Linked DNA regions of Ovis aries: region 1 is linked to region 2. Evidence: chromatin contacts called from public Hi-C data. All regions are on one chromosome and are shown on one strand. Each heading gives the region's core, a stretch centred on a gene start, on an enhancer-like site or on the middle of the called end of the contact. The rest is flanking DNA. Distances are from core to core; before and after follow the strand shown. Region 1 overlaps LOC101117809 (guanylate cyclase 2G-like). Region 2 overlaps GPAM (glycerol-3-phosphate acyltransferase, mitochondrial).

Region 1 (4,782 bases), core at 509-3,008, 160 kb after region 2:
TGAAGTCAAACCGCCAGCTCTTGTTCTCTTCCCCTGCAAAACTCATCTTTCATTCTAGGTGACCTTGTTCATACATCTCCAGAGTAATAGTACTAGTCAGGTAGTTGCTATCTAACCTTTAGTCATGAGTCTGATAATCTAAGCTTGAATTGCTAAGGATCACAGTAATAGAAGTGAGACACACCGGATTCAAAGACAGTCTTTAAAGGAGAGTAAATGTGAGCCTCTCTGAATATGAAAAAGAAATATTCAGGAGGGAACTGGAGGAATTAGCCAGTAGAAGGTCAATGCCTGTTTGAGAAATGTGTTTACTGTGAGATAAAATAATGGAAGGAAACAGAGGGAACAGCTGATGATTCTTGACAAGCACCTACATCTGTGATGAATCAAGCCCTTTTCCAAGAAAACAAACAAGAATCAAATATTGAGTTTCTGCCATGAATTGAGATAGAGCCTTCTTCCTGACTGATGTCTTGGTCTGAATTCATCTTCATTTTTGCCCGGGGGGACAGCTACAAGGGTCATGTGTGCCCCCATGACCCAGGAAACCGGGTGTCTCACCTTATACACGTCACAGGTTTTAATGATGTGATCAAATAAACTGTACGGCTCATTAAGGAGCTTCACAACTTGCAGGGGGAAGCTGAGAGAGCAGAGTTTTGTGAATCCAACAATGTCAGAGAAAAAGATTGTCACGGACTCAAAATGCTCTGGTTCCACGGACCTTCCTGCTATAAGCTGTTCTCCAGTGAAGCTGAAAACAGAGAATAAGGATGTTTTCCAATAGTATCTTATTTATATTGCCTCCTACACATCCCTACAAAGTCTCCCTTGGTAGACCTTTTTTGCTTCAGTGCATTGGATTTTTGGTTAACAAGAATCCATCATCTAGAGGGAATTTTCTGACACCCATCTCCCAGCCTGCATTTTCTCTAAAGAGATTTTTTAATTGGTAGGTATAAATTCGGGGAGGGGTGAGAAGCAGGTCACATAAATGCCTTTTCAAAAAGATTTTCTCCCTGAGGGAACTGCATTTTCCCCTACTGGTTATAGAGTTGATTAGAAAGACTCAGCCTGCAGATGTGGAAACAATTGTAAACACTCATCAATTCATTAATTAACATTTTTGCTTCTGTCAACCAATCTCACATCAACACATTCAAATCGCCAACCCCCTTTTTTTGTCAAGACACAGGGAAGGGTACAGGAATTTTAACAGCAGATGCTCTGTCGAGTGTTCAGAGAGTGCCCAGGTGATAACAGAGCCAAAAGCGAAGCCAAGTTTTGAATCTGAAGTTAGTAGTGCGTATTGTGCAAAGTATCTGGACAGACGTATAATATAAATAATCTGATAGTGAAGAACAGGGAAGCCTGGTGTGCTGCAGTCCCAGGCGTCCCAAACAGTGGGACACGACTCAGCGACTGAACAATAATCTGAATAGACCGAGAGTATCGGACTCATGCGGAGAAGGCGATGGAACCCACTCCAGTACTCCTGCCTGGAGAATCCCAGGGACGGGGGAGCCTGGTGGGCTGCAGTCCATGGGGTCGGGAAGGGTCGGACACGACTGAGCGACTTCACTTTCACTTTTCACTTTCATGCATTGGAGAAGGAAATGGCAACCCACTCCAGCACACTTGCCTGGAGAATCCCAGGGACGGGGGAGCCTGGTGGGCTGCGGTCTATGGGGTCGCACAGAGCCGGACACGACTGAAGCGACTTAGCAGCAGCAGCAGCCTCATCGGACTCATGAAGCCAGAGCGCCATCTAGTGGTATCCTCCTATTGCTGCACTCACTATATTCCATCTTTTACAGATCTATATTCTGTAATTCCTGTGGATTAGAGGGCATTTGCTTCTGTCTCCCTTTACAAAATGTACCAAATTACACACAGAATGCTTGACCCATTTTAGAAGAGCCTAACAGTCTCTTAAGAAAAGAACAAAGGAAATTGTCTCTCCATGTGGGACCTCCTTAAATAGCAATGGTGTTGCTTGCTGGTTCTTTTGTCAAGGCCCCCGGAACTTTAGAATACCTGGGCAGTATTGTGGACTAAAGCTGATCCATTTTCCTCTTCTCGGCCAGCAGCTGGTCAGTCCTCTCTCCCACCACCTCCTCCAGGTGATTGGCGTACACTTCCATCTTGCTTACCACACTGTCTCTAGTACACTCACGCAGCTTTAAAAGAACCCAGAGTTCTTTGTCCAAGAACTTTAGGGCCACAGTGGAACACAGCATCCAAGTATACATTCCGAGACAGCAGGTCTTGCCCTTAAGCTTTCATCCTCAAGGGCTGCCAATGGACAGCAGTGAAAAGCCAGTGGCCATAGGCACGTGGCAGGACAGTCTGTCCTTTACCAGCCCTGTGATCTTGAACTGCCTGCTTCTTTCCAGCCTCAGTTTCTTCATCTGAGACATGAGGATAATAATACATACTTCACAGGGTCCTTCAGAAAATTCAGGGAGGCAGTGAGTACTAGGGTTGTGTCTGCTACTCAGCAGGCACTGAACAAACAGCAGCTTTCACTGCCCTCCCCACACCACTCTTCCCTACATGTTTCATGTCATTGTCACGGGCGTGCAGAAATGTAGGTTTCAGGATGAGTTGTTCTTTTCTCTTCAGATGGCAATACCAGACGTTTTCTTTTCTGGTGACAGATATCAGGGGCATTTCTAGATCCCATAGGCTCTTGTTTTATTTATTTATTTATTTTTTGAGGTGCATAGGAATGATTTTATTTTTTTATTTTACTTTTTAAAATATAAATTTATTTATTTTAGGCTCTTGTTTTAGAGGCATCTTCAGAGTAATCAAATAAATTTTTCATCTTTCACATGAGGAGACTGAGGCTCTTATAGGAAATACACTTACCTTAACATTGACGACCCTATTTCCTAAGTAAAAAGTATTCACTGACCTGAAACCTACTATTTCAAACTATTTTGATATGGAGAATGCAGAACACAGGGCTGTTCTGTTAAGAACGTACAGTGGAATGGCCAAATTAGGAGTAAATGCCCGACTCCTACCCGGGCATCTATCAACTCCAGCTACTTCTCAAAGGCTGTACCTTCTGACATTCAACGAGCCAAAAGATGACACAGTGACCCTCATGTGAAGCCACTACTGAGAAAACTATTCAAGAGGCATGAATAATTAAAGTCGATAACCTACTCTAAGTTCGGTGAATAGTTTTTTTTTTATCCTACCATCTAGTCCCAGTGAATGAGTCATAACCCCCTGGAATGCTGGCTTGAAAAAGATTCTGAGGTCATATCAGAACTCCTTGGGAAGGAGAGTCTTGATTGATAAGCAGTATCTGGGGTGGACAAAGGAGGGCAATGAAAGTCTGATCCTTGTTTATGTCGTTTATGGAATAAAGGGCGGATCTGCCACTAGACTTCAGCCAGCACGTGGCACAGCGCTTTGTATATGATGGGCACTGAATGAGTATATGATGGAGGAAGAAAAGGAAGGGAGGGAGGGAGGGAGGCACACAGAATCAGTCATAGTCACGGAGCTTTAAAATTCTGATGGTTCAATAATTAGGAGAGAACCTCTGCTACACACCTAACTCACCCTCCGGACAGGCTTCCTGTAAAACCTTGATGGAACAGAAAGTGGGCCTTTTCTCTGGAGATTCATCCCAGCATGCCTTCACCATGACCACCGTAATTTCATTTCCCTCCTCCTCCGATAGGGAAGGTCGATGTGGCTCGGAGGCCGTAGGGTCCTTGATTCGGTGGATGATTTCTGAAATCCATTTGGAGTTTAGGTAGCTCAATGCCTGAACTTTGGGCCATTGAGGACACTTCACTTTAAACAGAGGTGTTTTCAAATTTACAAATTCAGTTTTTAAGCAAATCAAACAGGTTAAAATTTCAAAGAAATCTGAATATTTTACAGGAAATATTAGAATTCTCCTGGAAAATGAGGACTCCTAATGTATACCCTTATTAACCTGATTTTTTTTCTAATAAAACTTTTCTTGAAATGAAGGATATCTCCCCGTGATTTCAGGAGTATATATGCGTTTGGTACTAGAAACACTCTAAGTGTGCTTTATGAAATTTGCATTACCAGTAAAATTTTTCATAAAAGTTATTTTAACAAACAATAAATTGTAACTAGTATGTTCTGCCTCTGTGTCCAACTATGTAAACCTACTTTCTTTCACTTCCTCATTAGCATCTACAGACTTTTATTAAACATTCTGGTTTGTAGAGGAAATAATATTTGATAACGATGTACATGTTTTTGTTATAAAAACCCTGTAGGTGTGACAAAATGAATGAATCTTAAATTTTTTACTAAGTGTAAGAAGCCAGTCTGACAAGGCTACATTCTGTGTGATTCTGTGTATATGATATCCCAGAAAAGGCAAAATTGTAGACAGAAAATAGATCAGAAGCTGCCAGGAATTGGGGAAGGAGAAAAGTTACATAGGGGAAGCACTGGGGATTTTTTTATGGTTGTGAATTATTCTGCACAAAATTTGCATTGGTGGGTCGTGGCACTGTGTATTTGCCAAAACCCACAGGACTTTATAGCACAAAGAATGAATCATAAAGAATGCAAGTTTAAAAATATATCAGTTGGGAGACTGGACAACTGCAAGACAGAATACAGACAGAGACCAAAGAATCTGGTTTACAAATGTGTGACATGACCTCACTGAAGGGGGAGGGAGTAAAGCACTGATGGAAGCAGCTTCTAAAATGAGAAGATAGGGACTTTCCTGGCAAGTCCAGTGGTTAAGATTCTGAGCTTCTGCTGTAG
Region 2 (4,403 bases), core at 237-2,736:
CAAATCTGAACTCTGCCTTGTCAGAGCCTTCAGCAAACTGCCTCACCCTGAGCCTCAGTTTCATCTGTGGTAAGATGGAGCTAATTAATGGTACCAACCCTAGAGGATCAAGATGATACATAGAAAGTGCTGAGCATCAGGCCCAACTCTGTACCCACAAGTAAGTCCCAGGTACCAGCATGCCCAACACATTGTTTTGCGGGAGCCAATTAACTTCCTTCCATTTTCACATCCTTATGTAATTTGCCAAGTTCCACACCAAACACAAGGATTGTCCTGCTTCACTGGATGGGACTTGATCATTTTATTTTCTTGTGCTTTTTCATTTGGTTGGTGGTTATAGGACTGAAGTGTCAAACAATGCTGCTTCTGTTCTAGATTCTGTCGTCACTTACTACGTGAGCACCAGTGGTATTCTCTTCTGTAAAACATGAGTGCCGAATACTAGGTGACTTCCAAGTTCCCTTTCAGAGCTAAATTTTCTTTCCTAAATATGAAATGAAAATGAAGGTGAAAGTGTTAGTCACTTAGTCTTGGCTGACTCTTTGCGACCCCATGGAATGTAGCCTGCCAGGCTCCTTTGTCCATGGGATTCTCCAGGTAGGAACACTGGAGTGGGTTGCCATGCTCTCCTCCAGGGGATGTTCCCCACCCAGGGATTGAATCCAGGTCTCCTGCTTTGCAGATCAATTCTTCACCATCTGACCCACCAGGGAAACCCTAAATACGAACGGGAGAAAACAAATACCACACAGTTGCAACACTTTTAAGTTTACAAAACACTTCTGCATTCATTCCACCTCACTTCATCAAAATCCAGGTGTCCCCATACAACACAGAGGACACCCAAATTCACTGGGGTGAGGTGACTAGCTCAGAGGCTTCCAGCATGCGCCAAGAGAGCCAGTCAATCCTTTAAATTCTGTTCCCCAGGCCCCATGCTCTTTCTGCTATATTCCTTTTCTTTAAAAAGAATAAAAACTGATCTGAAAGGCCATATAAAACCCACACACAGAACACAACTTTGACAAGTCTTCCTTTTCCTAGATTGAGGGCTGAGAACCATCCAGATGCCAAGCTTTCTGGTACAAGTCACAAAGTGCAGGAGCTCTGCTGGCATCTACAGAGATGGCTAATAATGGCCATCCTGTGGACATCCCAGGTGCTGTGGACAACACAATGCTTTGTATTTGGAGGTTAGAATTTTACTAGCTGTGTGTGTACCAGACAGACGGTAAGGTGTTTAAAAAGGGAATAAACAGGACTAAAATCAGTGAATACTGGACTAAACATGAAAAGACCAGGCTTCAAAATTAATATCCAGTTAAAAACAACAAGTGGCTGTAAAAGGAGGCATTTTGCTTTGATCAAGTGAAGGCCATATTTGGCAGCAAAAAGAAAGTTGCTAATGCAAAGGAAAGAACAAGTACACCCAAGGGTGAGGGCAAAGTCATGGCAACAACACCCCAGAGGAGACCAAAGGGGCCAAAGTACAAAGTTCAGACAGAGGGGCTGGCACAGAACAGATGGGATGGCCCTGGGTGTTGCTCGGGTTCACAGCTCCATCATGTGCTGTCATGCACCCCAAGGGCATGGATGGTGTCGCCAGGCACCCACTGAACACCCTTTCCAGGGGGCACACTGTTGACAGAAGGCTGCATCTGAGCAATCCAAAGCATCCACTGAAAACAGCGCTCCAATAAAGAACTTGTCCTATTTGTCAAAAAAGTAAACTATTTTGAGCAACTATTATGAACTAGTGGGAAAAACTTCATACTTTTATAAACTTAAACATATTAGAAGGACAGAAGCACCATGTTTAAAGGAATAGTCACAGAAACCCAAAGAATATTTCTGTGATGTGAATATTTACTGAGAAGGGCAGTAGCTAAGCTGTAGATATTTACAAACCCAAATGCTTGATCAAATTCGAAGAGCTCTGGCTCAATAATAAACTCATGCACTGCAGGTTCACAAATTTATTTAAGATTGTTTCCTATAAGCATTTTAATCATGGTCTATGTGAAGTGAAACAAGAAGTGTTTGTATAACGAATTATGTAGGGAACTTTTAACGACAGATACAAAACATGAAGAATATATTCACTTTTTGGTTTATTAAAACAAAGCTACACCTCTGTGCTTCTTACAGTATATTAACAGGCGTAAAATTCAATCCACATTTCCAAATCAGTTCATTCACAGCATCACACCATGCTATTTTATGGTACTTCATAATCAACCTTTTTACAACAATCTAACATTTCTTTGTACAACAGGCAAACAGTTTAACACCTTCCATCAAGGCATCTCAGAACTTTAGATGTTTAGAAATAAAGTCAAAAGTTTCTTTCAAATGCCATCATTTTTGTATTAAACTGAAATGCCGGATGCCAAGTCTCAAGTTCCTAAAAAGAGTGGTTTAAAAAACATTTACATCCAAATTAAGTCTTATAAACCTCAGTGGTGGGTCCTATCATTTCTAAACACTAGAACTATTTGTGGATAAAAAGCTGCATTTGATTGTGCAAAATCTTCTGCTTAGGTCTGACTTAAAATCTTAATTTTTTTACCCTAATTAATCCTAGTGTTAATTTTGCTCCTTTCAGTTAAAAACCCAGACACATTGAGGGCTGATCTTTCATCAAAGAGCTCTGACCACCTATACGATAGTTTTCTGTGCTTATTGTCTCCAGGGGAGGACGTATACATCCATTAAACACAATGTTTGAGCATACGAAATCCATGCAGACATGCCTCTGTGCCACCAGGCAGTTACTGCCTTGTCCTCTTACAGAAATACATAACATAGTGTTTCCCAAAATGTTTTCTGTGAACCTCCGGAGAGGTCCATAGGGGTGTTCCAAAGGGGAAAAAGGCTCTGGGGTCGCACAGATTGGGAAATGCTGGGTTAATACAGGCTTGGTACCGGCAGGCCCTGAGCCCTTACTGTGCTAAAGCGCACTGTGAGTTTCTAGGAATGAGGCTTCATGTGCAAATTAATTTTACCAGCAACACTTTTTCTATAAAACACCTAAGAACATCTCACAGAGCACTCATACACACGCAGAACTCTGGGAAATGGTTTGCTCCTCAGACTGGAAATTCCACAATCGGAGTTTACATTCACTGCGGTCCCTGATGCGTTTTCCCCACTCGCCCTGTGACTTCATGAGGCTGCGCAGACTCGTAGCCCTTTCTCTGTCACGAGTTCTACACACCTCACGCTACTTCCTTCCTTTTCTCTTAGGAGCAAAAGTGCCTTCTTCTCTTTTGAATTTCTTAGGACTTTCTCATTTTGAAAGAGTGTAGCTCCATATTGCTTATTATTGGGGCTTTTGGTTTGCTTTTAAACTCAACTCACAGTCTGTCTTCCCCTGGAGGGCATGCATTTCAGTATTATAGAAATGCAGGAAACGGTAATAAATTATTTACAAGCACCTAGTTCGTTTAATCTTATGTGAAAGCCATTCACTTTTGGAAAACAAGGAGAATAAATCTTTTAGCAAAACAGTGGTATCTGGAAGCCTTATCGGGATGATGGATATTTGTTCAGTAACGAGGCACGAAAGAATGAGCTGTGCTAAAATTAACGTGAGGGTGAGCTTGTCTGGATGAGCAGAACTTTGGTTGAGATTTGTCTTCCTTAAAAAAGGTTTTCAAAGCACCAGTTAATTACAGAAAGCATGCATATTTATTCTCACAGTGAGTTAAGTGGTGAGAGAGCTAGCAAATCATACATTGCATTCCCCAAAGCATCTGAGTAGATTTCTAGAAAACAAACCAACTGAAAGGGCAAATAGAGCCAGAGAAGCCACTGCTCCCTGCTCAGGCTGGCGAAGCAGCAGCTCTTAGCGGAAGTCACAGGCGGGGCAGCAGAGTCCACAGAGAGGTCAGTCCCAACCTTGACTTAGACAGTCTGAGTAACCCTTGGTCTATAATTTCACGGACGAGTAGAAAAGACTAGTGAAACGTTTGCTTACCTAGACAAGGAACACACAAGGGGATAAATAAGCTTCCCTGGCTGTTCCCCAAAACACAGACAGCGCTCAGTCCTACTTAGGACATAAAATGGAATGTTAACACAGTGAAGGTGCCACTCCACATCAGAGCCGCTGCAACACTGACAACGGCTTAATGGGATGTGAGCTCCTATAAAGAAAACGTGTTTTAAATGCGGAATTTGAGAAGAATGGAAGAAAATCACAACAGCATGGCATTATTGCTCCGAGTTTCAAAAATTTCATACAATGTGAATACCAATCAGTATTTTTCCCTCTCCCAACACACACAGAATACTCACAAGACATTATTAGTGTTTAAAATCCAAGCTGATAAAAGTACAAACTTTAATTCTCAGTACCTTTCTATTAAATTCAAAGGTTACCTGCAGTATTTGTCAGG

What was found. A called contact is a pair of places that touch in the nucleus more often than the background predicts.
Region 1: a Hi-C map of tail adipose tissue shows a contact between it and region 2, with 5 times the contacts expected there. The contact joins two enhancer-like sites. A contact is called at or near these places in 7 of 16 Hi-C or Micro-C datasets (hypothalamus, liver, mesenteric adipose tissue and 3 more).

What each region holds. Positions count from the first base shown.
Region 1 is chr22:32,377,068-32,381,849 of ARS-UI_Ramb_v3.0, forward strand. It overlaps LOC101117809 (guanylate cyclase 2G-like), which reads right to left. Exons shown (of 18, transcript XM_042239085.2): 10 at 3,567-3,756; 11 at 2,038-2,163; 12 at 562-754. Among named protein-coding and RNA genes, the nearest start is that of TECTB, 32 kb to the left of the region's middle. Within about 2 kb of position 1,759, at least 3 of the 54 cell types and tissues checked have an H3K27ac peak or open chromatin away from gene starts, as enhancers often do.
Region 2 is chr22:32,217,940-32,222,342 of ARS-UI_Ramb_v3.0, forward strand. It overlaps GPAM (glycerol-3-phosphate acyltransferase, mitochondrial), which reads right to left. Exons shown (of 21, transcript XM_012102928.5): 21 at 1,965-4,403. Among named protein-coding and RNA genes, the nearest start is that of GPAM, 68 kb to the right of the region's middle. Within about 2 kb of position 1,487, at least 3 of the 54 cell types and tissues checked have an H3K27ac peak or open chromatin away from gene starts, as enhancers often do.